2 separate regions of the Mus musculus genome follow, and region 1 is linked to region 2. The links are chromatin contacts, called in public HiChIP or PLAC-seq maps. All regions are on one chromosome and are shown on one strand. Each heading gives the region's core, a stretch centred on a gene start, on an enhancer-like site or on the middle of the called end of the contact. The rest is flanking DNA. Distances are from core to core; before and after follow the strand shown.

Region 1 (5,266 bases), core at 2,582-5,081, 180 kb after region 2:
TTTAGTGATTTTCACACACACTTGTGCGTGTGTGTCCGTGCTGTTCTCCACTTGATGGCGCCAGCCAACTGTCCTCATTACCTAAAGCTACTTAAGTTCCTTTCATAAAAAAGGAATTTATTTTAATGCAATTTATTTTGAAAGCTTAACAGAAATTGTGCTCATTTTTCTTAACCCACTTGCGCACATACATTTCTCCTGCTCTCTCTGTTACACAAAAACATTAGTTGTGACTGCCTGCCTGCTAATATGATGAGTCAAGGGAGGAACTTCAACCTCTGCAATTACCTGCATTTTCAGGTGAGCCATTACAAGCTGCATTTTAAAGGGCTAACCCTCAAAAGGCACATCACAAAGGAGCATTAGTTAAGACATTAACTTAATCAAGGTTAAGGTTAAAACTGAGGTTTCCTCCCTGAAACTTACCCTCTGAACAAAATGAGCTAACCTTGTCTGAGAACAACCACTAAAACAAGACCAGGAAAAAAGAAGGAAAATTTACTCTGGGTGTGGCACATGCCTGTGATCCCAGCAATAAGAGACAGAGGTAAAAGAATCAATGGGATTTTGAAGCCAGTTTGGTCTATAAAGCAAAATCCAGGCTAGCCAGGGCTATATATTCAAAGTCTGTTTTCAAAAACAAACAAAACAAAACCACAAAACCCAATCCTGATAAATGTATAAAGCCCTACTGCACTGACACTCACCTTGCATTCAATCTCTGCCTGTCTGCGCTTTGCCTCACTTAACTGGGCAAGCAAGCCCTTGTTCTTCACAGACAGCGAGCACACCTTCTCCTGCAGACTGTTCACCTCTTGCTCCGCTCTTCGAAGTTGGTTACTATTGATCTGGTTCTAGTGAGAAATGCAAATAGACACACTATAGATAAAGGATGGAAATTTTTAATAATTTTTTATCTGTCCATCTTATACTTCAACAGCCTTATAAAAAGTTACTTAAAATGTGTACTAAAATGGAAGAAAGATATACAACAGCTTTTTATATATTACTTATTTAAATTACTTAATTATATTATTATATTAGTATAATTTTAGTATAATAATCCTCCGCCAATTGTGTGGCATATGTAGTTCCTGTAATTGAAAGGATGAGGAAGGATGTTCAGTAAGAGTTTAAGGACAGCCTGGGCTACACAGTGAATCTGAGGACATCCCATTCTATATAGACCTCAAAAAAAAACAAAACAAAACAAAAAAAAACCAAAAAAACAAAAAGAAAGAGAGAGAGAGAGAGAGAGAGAGAGAGAGAGAGAGAGAGAAAGGAAAAGAAAAGAAAAGAAAAGAAAAGAAAAGAAAAAAGAAAAGAAAAATCTTTAAAAGAAAAAGACCTGAATTCTCCGAAAGAATATTACAAACTCTTAACCAACACATTAGCCAGGCATTGTTGCCCACACCTGCAATCCCAGTATTTAGAAGGTAGATGCAAGAAGGTCAGGAGTACTAGACCAGCTTTGTCTTTGTAGTGAGTTTGAGGTTAGCCTGGGCTACATGAGATCCTGCTTCAAAATGCTAGAAATACTAAAAATTCTAGACCTCAATATATCATTTATACAAAAAAAAAATCTATAAGCTTTGTCTTATGAGCTACCACTGAAGCACATAACTCTATTTCAGAGGGATGTTCCTTCAACACGGCTGCAAAGAATTTTCCAACAATGAAATACAAAACCACAACTTAAGACTTAATTGTGCGTGAGAACAGTGCATGACAAAAAAGAAGAGTATATTCTAATAATTTCTCATAGTGAGGTAATTTTATGACTTCAAATAAAATAAATGCTTAAATTATTAAAGATATAAAGGGAAGAAGAAAAGCATACTAAGAAGAGGAGCCATGAGAGGCCGTGCAGAAGTGGCAGAGCAGGGCAGGCCCAAAACCTCAGCACTTGAGACCCAAGATCAAGGCCACCCTGAAGAACACAGTGCCACTTCAAAGTCAGAGCAGGGGGAGGTGGAACAGTGAATTTGGCCAAAAATACTTTAATTTTTGAGCTACTGTCTTAGTATGTAGCTGGGTTAGTCTGGTACTCATAACCATTCTGGTTTTCCCTGCTGAATGTTGTAATTATAAATGTGTGTCACCAGGCTGGAGACATAGCTCAGTGGTTGAGAGCAGTCGCTGCTCTACCAGAGGAGCTGAGTTCAATTCCCAGCAACCACATGGTGGCTCACAACCATCTGTAATGGGATCTGATGCCCCCTTCTGGTGTGTCTGAAGACAACTACAGTGTGCTCATATACATATAATAAATAAGTCTTTTAAAAGATAATAAAGGTGTGTCATCATGTCTCTGAAATTTTGCAAATTTAAAAACTAATCAAATAAAATTTCTAAAAACCAATATAACTGCTGATACTAGGAATCCAATGAGGGCTGGAGCAACACCTCAGTAAGTTAAATGCTTGTCGTGTATGGCCACAAAGACTTCAGTTTTCATCTCTAACACCCAGCATAAAAGATGGGCATAGTGGCACATATCTGTAACCCCAACACTGGGGTGCAAACAGCAAGGGAAGACAGAGATAACGACCTCTAGAGCTCATTGGCACCTATCCTAGCCAATAAATGAACTCTAGGTTCAAAGGGAGACCTGTCCCAAAAAATAACATGAACAGTGATCCAGGAAGACACCCCAAGTCAACCTCTGGCCTCCATACTCACACCCAAACATATACAAATATGTACATATTCATAACACACACAATGAAAGGATTAAATATAAGATTAGGCATGAATACTGAAAAATATTAGTGTTGAAAAAGAATGTATAAGACACAGAAAATAAAAGAAGGTCCAATTTTTCAGCATTTTTAAAAAGCCATGTTAAGGTCCATTAATATTTGAGAAAATTTTATTCTTCCCCTGCCTGCCACAAAAAAAAAAAAAAAAAAAAAAAAAAAGAAAAGAAAAGAAAAGAAAAGAAAAGAAAAAAAAAGTGGGCAAAGTCTAGGCCTAGTTAGGTAAGGTTATATTCCCAGCTACTCAGGAGGCTGAGACAAGAGGATCACAAATTCCAAGCCAACTTGGACTATGCTGTGAAGTCAAGGCAAGTCCACGTGACTTGGTGAAACCATGACCCAAAGTAAGAAGAGGTTCAGAGTGCTAACGAAATATGCAAGTCAAGGAAAACACAGTATATATGAAGGAAAGAGAATGAAGGCACTTTCCAGCAAATATGTAATGCTTTAGAGATTGTTTTCAGCCTACAAAACTTTACTCAATTAAGTGCTCGTATAAGAATAAAGGCAACCTCAATTTCAGGAAGTCAGAGAAAGCCAAGTGGAATGATACACACACCTATAATCCTAGCTATTGCATGGATCATGAGTTTGAGGCCAGCCTGGGCAACAAAGAAGGAAGAGGGGAAGGGGAAGGAAGGAAAGGAAGGAAAGATGCAGCAGTCAGAATAAACAGAAGATTAGAAAGACCAAATCAAATGAACACTGAGCACAGACGACCACAGCGGCACCCAATCACCCAGAGGCTTACAAGCTGTGTACGAAATAATATGTAACATGCATGAACGCAGCAAGTTCTTCTGAGGGCCTGTTCAAAATCAAGATATAATTACTGCCTTTAGAATACATTTAACCAGGCAATTATTTCCAAATACCTCTGATACAAAAACAAAATGGAGGCTAAGGCTGAGGATTATCAGAAAACACCCTTGCCCCTCTAATTCCTTGCAACAGTAATAGAGGAATACTGCTGACTCCAGTCCCGACTCTAGGATATGACACAGAATACAGACAGGACAAAAGCTGTCTGGGAAACCAGCCCTCGTTCTGAAAATGAGGTAATGCCAAAGGAATTTGAACCCTGAAGTGCACTTCGCATAACCACAGAGCAAAACTCAGCTCAGCCCATCTGACAGTATTAACTCAAACTTGCCACATGAAAGGCCTGGCAGAGGGAAATATGTACCCATTGCTAGGCACAAAAACTATTTACCTTAGTTATTTATTGCCCTATACAAGATACCCAATTGCTGCTATCTAGCCCCTTCCCCATACTATGGATGTCTGTTTCAAGATAACCAATCTTTCTTGGTGTACACTTATTGGGGCACATGAAAATGTGTGCAATAATTTACAAAGCATGTGACAAAGCAAGGAGAGACAGAAGTACATAACAAGAGACCAACCAGTGTGCAGAATCAGCCTTAGGATGACACAGAAATTGAATTATCTGATAGGAGATATATATATGGGTCATAATCATATATAAGCTTACGTAGAGATATAAATGAATTTTGCTCATAAAATAAAACTTTCCACTATAAAATCTAATTTCTACTTTTCCTAATTCTAGCCTCTTTCATATTTTTAATTTCAATAAAACTTTTTGAAAGTAATTAGATGATAAGAAACAAGCTATGTTTATCCTAAGAACTGCTTATTCACTATCTCGTGCCTGACATGGAATGTCATTGAGATACAAAGTGCCGCATGAGTAGACTATGCCCCCTACTGACTGAAGAGATCCTCTGAAAACCAATCACATGCTTAGTTACCCCTCCTATGTATCCATGAATTCACACTGCTAAGGATTGAAGTTTTTGAAAGTGTATCTGTACTGCACATGTGTAGACATTTATTATTCCCTAAACAGTATACTGTAAAAATTATTTCTATTAGTGCTATATTAGGCCTTGTACCTAAGGATGGTTTAAAGTATACTGGAGAATGCATATACATATATTATTACAAATATTATATAAAAATAATAAACCATTTTATTTAAGGAACTTGAGCACCTGAAGATTGCAGTACTAGCAGAGATTCTGTAATCTGCCCCATGGATCCCACAGGACAACCTTATGTGAAATATAGCTCAGAAGAATGTAATTCAAAAAAGCCAAACTTACCTTTACAATACAACAGGTTTTATAAACAAAATGATTTGCACATCTTAGGCCAAATATATTTAAGATAGGCATTTAATACAGAAAAGGGAACATTAGGAGACTTAATTACTCAGGATCATACTTGAAAAGGCAGAATGCACATTGTAGCAGACACATGATTCTCTACTGGAAATGTATAGAGACAGTTTTAGCCATTACACAGAAAACCATCTGGTAGGCAGAGCCAGGATGCTGCTAAAAATCCTATAATGCACAGGCTAGATAAATAAAACAAATAATTTCTTGCTCAAACGTTTAAAAAATATTCAAGTTGAGGAATCTTGCTCTACATAAATTTTCCTTCTTAATTTGTGCAATAAGGCAACTCTATGAGTTTTA
Region 2 (5,999 bases), core at 740-3,239:
GTGCATGAGGCCCTGGGTTCAAAATCTAGCACCATAAAAACTACATTTTTTTTTCTGTTCTTTTTTTCTTATGCGCATTGGCGTGTTGGTGCTCGGCCTGCATATATGTTTGTGTGAGGGTATTTGTGTAAGATCTTGGCATTATAAACAGTTGTGAACTGACATGTGAGTCCTGGGAATTAAATCTTGGTCTTAGAAGAACAGTCAGTGCTATCAACCACGGAGCCACCTCTCCAGCCCCAACACAAAAATTACTTGTAAAAGAAAGCCTCTTTGTAGTTCCTTCATAGGTACTCTGAATTTTTTTCTGTCCTCATGGACTCACTGGCTGTCATGTTTGTCCCCCTGTTTGCCCCACTTTTTCCTTTGAAGCAGCCCCAGCTGGCTTTGAACTTCTGTCACCCTGTGACAAGACATTCTGGGGAGACACAACACACATCCTACTGTACATCCCAGCTAGGGAACCCAGAACAGACCAAAGTCAAACAGTGACCCAGTGTGTCTTATTGGTATTATTACAGAGATGTGGGTGAGGGTTACTAACACGAGCAGAAATGATCAAAATCAGCTCCATTACCAAAGCTGACTCCTGCTTGGGTGACAGCTCACAGAAGCCAGGAACCTGGAGAAGGCTCAACAAGTTGGAAAGTGTCCTTTCCAGGTGACCCATTCTAAAGCTCTTCCAGGCAGCTGGGCTGGTCTCTGCTTCTTCCAGGCAGCTGTTCTGGTCTGCCATAGCATAGCATTCATTTCAGCTTGGTTTGTTTGAGAGTGACTCTCTTCCAGGCTTCATTATTTACCTTTAAGCAGGGAGAGACCTGGTGAATCTGGTCAGTTTCAGGGACTTCTGTTTTGAGCTGTTGATCATCTAGTTTGAGAAGTTCGCTACAGGATGGAATGTTTCTCTCAGAGGAAACTGCTACATTGCTACTACTGATCCTCCTGCCTCCATCGCCCACTACCTGGTTAATGTGGTGCTGGCAATGGAGTATGCTAGGGAAGCTGTGCCAACGGAACTACATCTCCAGCCCTGTATTTGCCTTTTCAGTGTTCATGGTGGTCAAACAATGTATACCCACATTGTTCAGGGCTAAGTTAATCAGTGCAGGGGCTGAAGAGGTGGTTCAGTGGTTAGGAGCACATTGCTGCTCTTGCAGAGGATCCTGGTTTACATCCTAATGACTACATGTAACTCCCAGCTGTCTGTAGATGTCTGACCTCCTCTTCTGACTTCTCCAGGCACACACTCAGGACACAGATATTTATGTAACCAAAACACCTTTTTAAAAAGCCAGGCGTGGTGACACCTTTCCTCCCAGCACTGGGCCTTTATGAGTTCAAGGCCTTCAAAACCAAAACGAACACAGTTTAACATCATGGCTGTCTCAGAAGTTAGGGTGACCAGATGAGAATTACAATATAGTCTCTGTCTGAAGAGCTGGTGGATCAGTTAAGAACCCAGCTTAAGCATGTGTAAAGTAAAACACGTAGATAACAGTTCTGACAATAAAGAAAACCTGACAACCATGTTGACTGGAGCTCACAGTGACTACAATTTAGGGAGCAGAGTGATTTTACCTTTGTCAAGGGAAGCGGTACTGTGTGCATGGAATTTGAACTTAGTTTTGAAAATGAGTAAATTTTAAGTAAAAAACAAAACCACCAAATCCAGATTTTTGTGCATGTATTTTACAGTACTTTGTCCCCTTTTTCGTTTGTTTCCTTAAGGAAGAAAAAAGAAATCTTCATCTGAAATACTCCTTTAATTATATTTGTTATGCAGTACAGCTGTAGTAAACTCAAGCAAGCTGGGTCAGTTGCCTTCAGTTTCTTCTCTCTGTGTTTTTGTTCCAGGCCTCCTGACTTTCAGCTGCTGAAGAAAGGACAAAGGTTCGTTCCAGTCAGTTTCACTGACCTGAGTGGGCCAGGTGGTGTGATCGCCTGGACTTCCTGTGCTTGTGTGCTACAAAGAAACGTGTGACACGTTCACCATTTTCCTTTGTGAGGGAAAGATGATTTGTTTGATCTGTCTGATTTATCGTGCAGCTGTCCCACTGGGGAAGTCTAATTGAAGCTGTTGAAATAGACACAAACATAGCCTCTCTCTCAGACACCACTCCTTTGTTGGTGAGGTCGTGCCAATTGTATTTGGAGAAAGGGTTTTATGGTCTTGTTTTATATGATTTTAAGATATTAATGTGTTGATCATTTGAAAGAATATCTTACATATCAATATGAAGCGCAGACTATAGATTTTTGGTTTTTGGTTTTGCCAGTCCCACCTCACAGCTCTTCATGGTGGTGTTTGCTCAGCTCCAGCCGTCTCTCAGGACAGGTCCTTTCACTCTCAGATCACATGTCCCTGGTTGCTAATCACTGCCTTAGTCACAGGGTATTGAGTACAAATAAGAGATCCTTGTTTATTGATGGACACCTTTCTGGCTTTAACCTAGTATAAAACGTCATTGCTTTAAACCTCAAGAGACAGAATGGGATATAAAGACTATGAAAGTTTCTTTCAGCTTTTCATTTATTTTTTTATATGTGTTGCCTGCATGTATGTCGATTTGCTATATGCTTGTCCAGCGGGCACAGGGAGGTCAGAAGATGGTGTTGAATCCCTGGAAGTGAAGTTAAGGGCAGTTGTGAACCACCTGGGTGCTGGGAATTGAATCCAGGTCCTCTGGGAGGGCAAGTGATCTTAACTGCGGAGCTGTCTTTCTAGCCTGTAATCTAGTTTCTTAAAGTTAAACTTTCTTTTCTTCTTATCCAAAAGTTACTTGCCTGATGATGTAGGTTAGAGTCTGGTTAAAAAAAATATATGTGATCCTGGAATTTTGGAAATTTTGATGAGTTTCTGTGTCCCACTAGGACTTGTTTTCAGCTCTTTGCTGTCTAGCTTGGCCTTCACTCCTTCCCACCATGTGCTTCTAGACTAGGCCTCAAACTCTGAGTGCTCATGGGTGCTTGTTTGTCTCAACATGAGCTGGAGGAACTTCTGCTTTGCCTTTGCTCCTTCAGAATTCTTAATGTGATTGAAACTGAATCTGAAAATCAAAATGTGCAACCATGGGACAGCTGTTATCTTATTGTTTGCATTCATGAGCGCTCAGATTTAAATATCTCTCATTGAACTATGTTGATGTGCCAACTTCATTTTTCGTTATGACTTTTGTATTTTTTCATTACATGAAAATTTCTGTATAATGGTCAGCCAGAACAAGAAAATATTAACTATTTTTTCAAGCAAAACTCAAAATTGTTGAGTAGGATAGAGTCTTTAGAGGGTTATGGTGTTTGCTATACTGCTTTAAGAATTGTAAAATGTTAGGAAAAGGCAAAGGAAAGCTGGAAAAGAATTCTGTCAAATGTGTATTAAATATGGAGAAATGAAAGCCTTCTGAAATGTCAGTGTGAGAGTATAAAATGTAAGGCTGTTTCTGAGGGACAGAAATTCTTACCGTGGGAATTCCCAGCGTCCCTGTGGGAAGCTTTGTCTCCATTGACATGGTTTTGGTGGTCTCTCCTTGTACAGCGGCAGTTCTGGAGAAGTAGTACAGTTCTTCCGAGATGCCGTGACAGCAGCAGATGTTGACGGTTCCGGCGCCTTGGAGGCGCAGTGTGACCCTGCTTCTTCCAGCTCTTGGAGTGAGCGAGCCAGTGATGAGGAGGAGCAAGGCTTTGTTTCTTCTCTTCTACCAGGAAACAGACCAAAGGCAGTGGATACAAGACCGCAGCCGCACACAAAAAGCAGCATCATGAGAAAGAAGGCTGCTCAGAACGTGGACTCCAAGGAGGGAGAGCAGACCGTGTCAGAGGTTACCGAGCAGCTGGATAATTGCAGATTAGATAGTCAGGAGAAAGTGGCCACTTGTAAACGTCCTTTAAAGAAAGAAAGTACTCAGATTTCTTCACCTGGCCCTTTGTGTGACAGATTTAACACTTCAGCCATTTCTGAACATAAACACGGTGTATCACAAGTTACGCTTGTAGGCATAAGCAAGAAGAGTGCTGAGCATTTCAGGAGCAAATTTGCCAAGTCAAATCCAGGTTCTGGGTCAGCCTCTGGTTTGGTACACGTGCGTCCTGAGGTTGCGAAGGCAAATTTACTCCGAGTTCTGTCGGACACTCTGACTGAATGGAAGACAGAAGAAACACTGAAGTTTTTATATGGCCAGAACCACGATTCTGTGTGTCTGAAACCCTCTTCAGCCTCTGAGCCTGATGAAGAACTTGATGAAGATGACATAAGTTGTGACCCAGGTAGTTGTGGTCCTGCCCTGAGTCAAGCTCAGAACACCCTAGATGCAACACTGCCCTTTAGAGGCTCAGACACAGCCATTAAGCCACTGCCAAGTTATGAGAGCTTGAAAAAGGAAACGGAGATGCTGAACCTGAGGGTCAGGGAGTTCTACAGAGGGCGCTGTGTTTTAAATGAAGACACTACCAAGTCTCAGGACTCTAAAGAGGTATGTCTTCATGATGGGTGTCTTCATGATGTCTTCATGATGGGTGTTTCAGGCTGCTCAGACTGAGAGAACTCTGCAGAGCAGACCTGGGAGCCTCTCGCTCTGCAGTGGGGTAGGTCGGTCACTTAGATAGTCAGATGTTTCTCTAGGTGACTGCAGTGGAGTAGGTCGGTTACTTAGACAGATGTTTCTCTAGGTTAATTGCAGTGTCCATTTGAAATGTTACAGATATGGCTGGGGGTGGCTTACTGGAAGCTTGAGGACCTGGGTTCAGATTCCTAGCACTAATAAAAGCTAAGCACAGCTTACCCACTGGATGTATCTGTTAGGCACTGCCAGAAGGTGGATTCCAGGGGCTCCCCGATCAGCCAGTCTAAGGGGACATCTCCAAGTTCAGTAAAAGACTATATCTAAAAGCTGAAGTAGAGAAGCGATAGAGGAAGACTGCTAGCAGCATTGATGTCTGGCCCCCACATGCCCATGAATGCACGCATACACGAGTATAAACACCTCACAAGCTCACACGCCTGTGAATTCACACACACACATGTCAAAACACCTCACAAGCTTACAAGATGAAATGTTACAGATGAAAATTCAGTAAAGGAACTTACTGGGAAGAAATGGATATAGATATTGAATATCTGCTCTGTCATCTGCTAGCTTCTTAAAGTTAATTCTTTGATGCTACTTATCTGTAAATAGAACTTGCATTGTTCACTTGTTCAGAGTGTGTCACATAACTGATAACTTGGCTCACAGTCATACATAAAGGCTGAGTGCATGCTGAGAGGAAGGAAGGAAGGACTGTGTAACATTGCAGTTCGTATCTTTGGTTCATATGTACTATCTGCGAATCATATGGCATAACGAAAAGAGTGGGTAACAGTCTTATTTTTACCATATAATTGTTACTAAGTTGTAAGTGATGTTGCCCTAAGATTAAAAATGCACTTAGAGATTTGGAGAGGTAACATGGAGCTAGAAAAAAAAATAGAGAAATTTATTGCATCTTTACAGAATTTTTGCCTAGCTTTGGACCCATATTTGAAATCTCAAATTAATCTCTATTAATATTAGACGGCATCCAAAACTTAGATTAAACTAAAAGAAACACTAGTCTCTCCCTGTGAGCTGTATAACCCACCATTACTCACTGGGTTTTGCACTAAGAAGCCTTAAAAAATAGAAATGAGTGTCTGAAGTCTATGACTTTGTTGTAGAACACTCTACAGCTTTGTGTTGGCATTTAATATCAAGTGTACGGATTATTGAATATTTACACTAAACACCCCATGACATCACTGTCCAGACCAGGAGGTGCTCCTTCCTTATAAGGAAACTTGAGCATCAGTGTCTGCCCCTGACCCCTTTGCAGTTTTACTGTCAGACATAGTAGTGGAGATTACTTGGCCAGTTTTTGAACAGCCTGTATTTGTCCAGTTTGTTTCATAATACCATGTGGTTTTGTTTGGTTTGATTCTAGGCATCCGTGCTGTTGTGTATCCCTGTAGTCCTTGCTGCATATAC

What was found. HiChIP or PLAC-seq counts read pairs in DNA pulled down with a chosen protein or histone mark.
Region 1: an H3K4me3 HiChIP or PLAC-seq map of the SCID.adh cell line shows a contact between it and region 2, with 12 read pairs. The contact joins two enhancer-like sites. A contact is called at or near these places in 13 of 39 promoter capture datasets (the 3T3-L1 cell line, 3T3-L1-derived adipocytes, the C10 cell line and 8 more), 6 of 15 datasets of contacts at CTCF or cohesin (CD8 T cells, the G1E-ER4 cell line, the NIH/3T3 cell line and 3 more), 141 of 484 Hi-C or Micro-C datasets (the 3T3-L1 cell line, 3T3-L1-derived adipocytes, the AML12 cell line and 89 more), 15 of 115 datasets of contacts at active chromatin or transcription factors (CD8 T cells, the SCID.adh cell line, T-cell acute lymphoblastic leukemia and 11 more) and 4 of 9 other capture datasets (adipose tissue, bone marrow-derived macrophages, embryonic stem cells and 1 more).

The regions. Positions count from the first base shown.
Region 1 is chr5:107,789,655-107,794,920 of GRCm38.p6, forward strand. Evi5 (ecotropic viral integration site 5) reads right to left here. Exons shown (of 20, transcript NM_001378824.1): 17 at 708-854. Among named protein-coding and RNA genes, the nearest start is that of Ube2d2b, 38 kb to the right of the region's middle. Within about 2 kb of position 3,832, at least 58 of the 459 cell types and tissues checked have an H3K27ac peak or open chromatin away from gene starts, as enhancers often do. A contact at or near this core is called in the SCID.adh cell line, where this site is marked.
Region 2 is chr5:107,616,287-107,622,285 of GRCm38.p6, forward strand. It overlaps Rpap2 (RNA polymerase II associated protein 2), which reads left to right. Exons shown (of 13, transcript NM_144911.3): 7 at 1,855-1,890; 8 at 3,536-4,469. Among named protein-coding and RNA genes, the nearest start is that of A930041C12Rik, 15 kb to the right of the region's middle. Within about 2 kb of position 1,990, at least 7 of the 459 cell types and tissues checked have an H3K27ac peak or open chromatin away from gene starts, as enhancers often do. A contact at or near this core is called in the SCID.adh cell line, where this site is marked.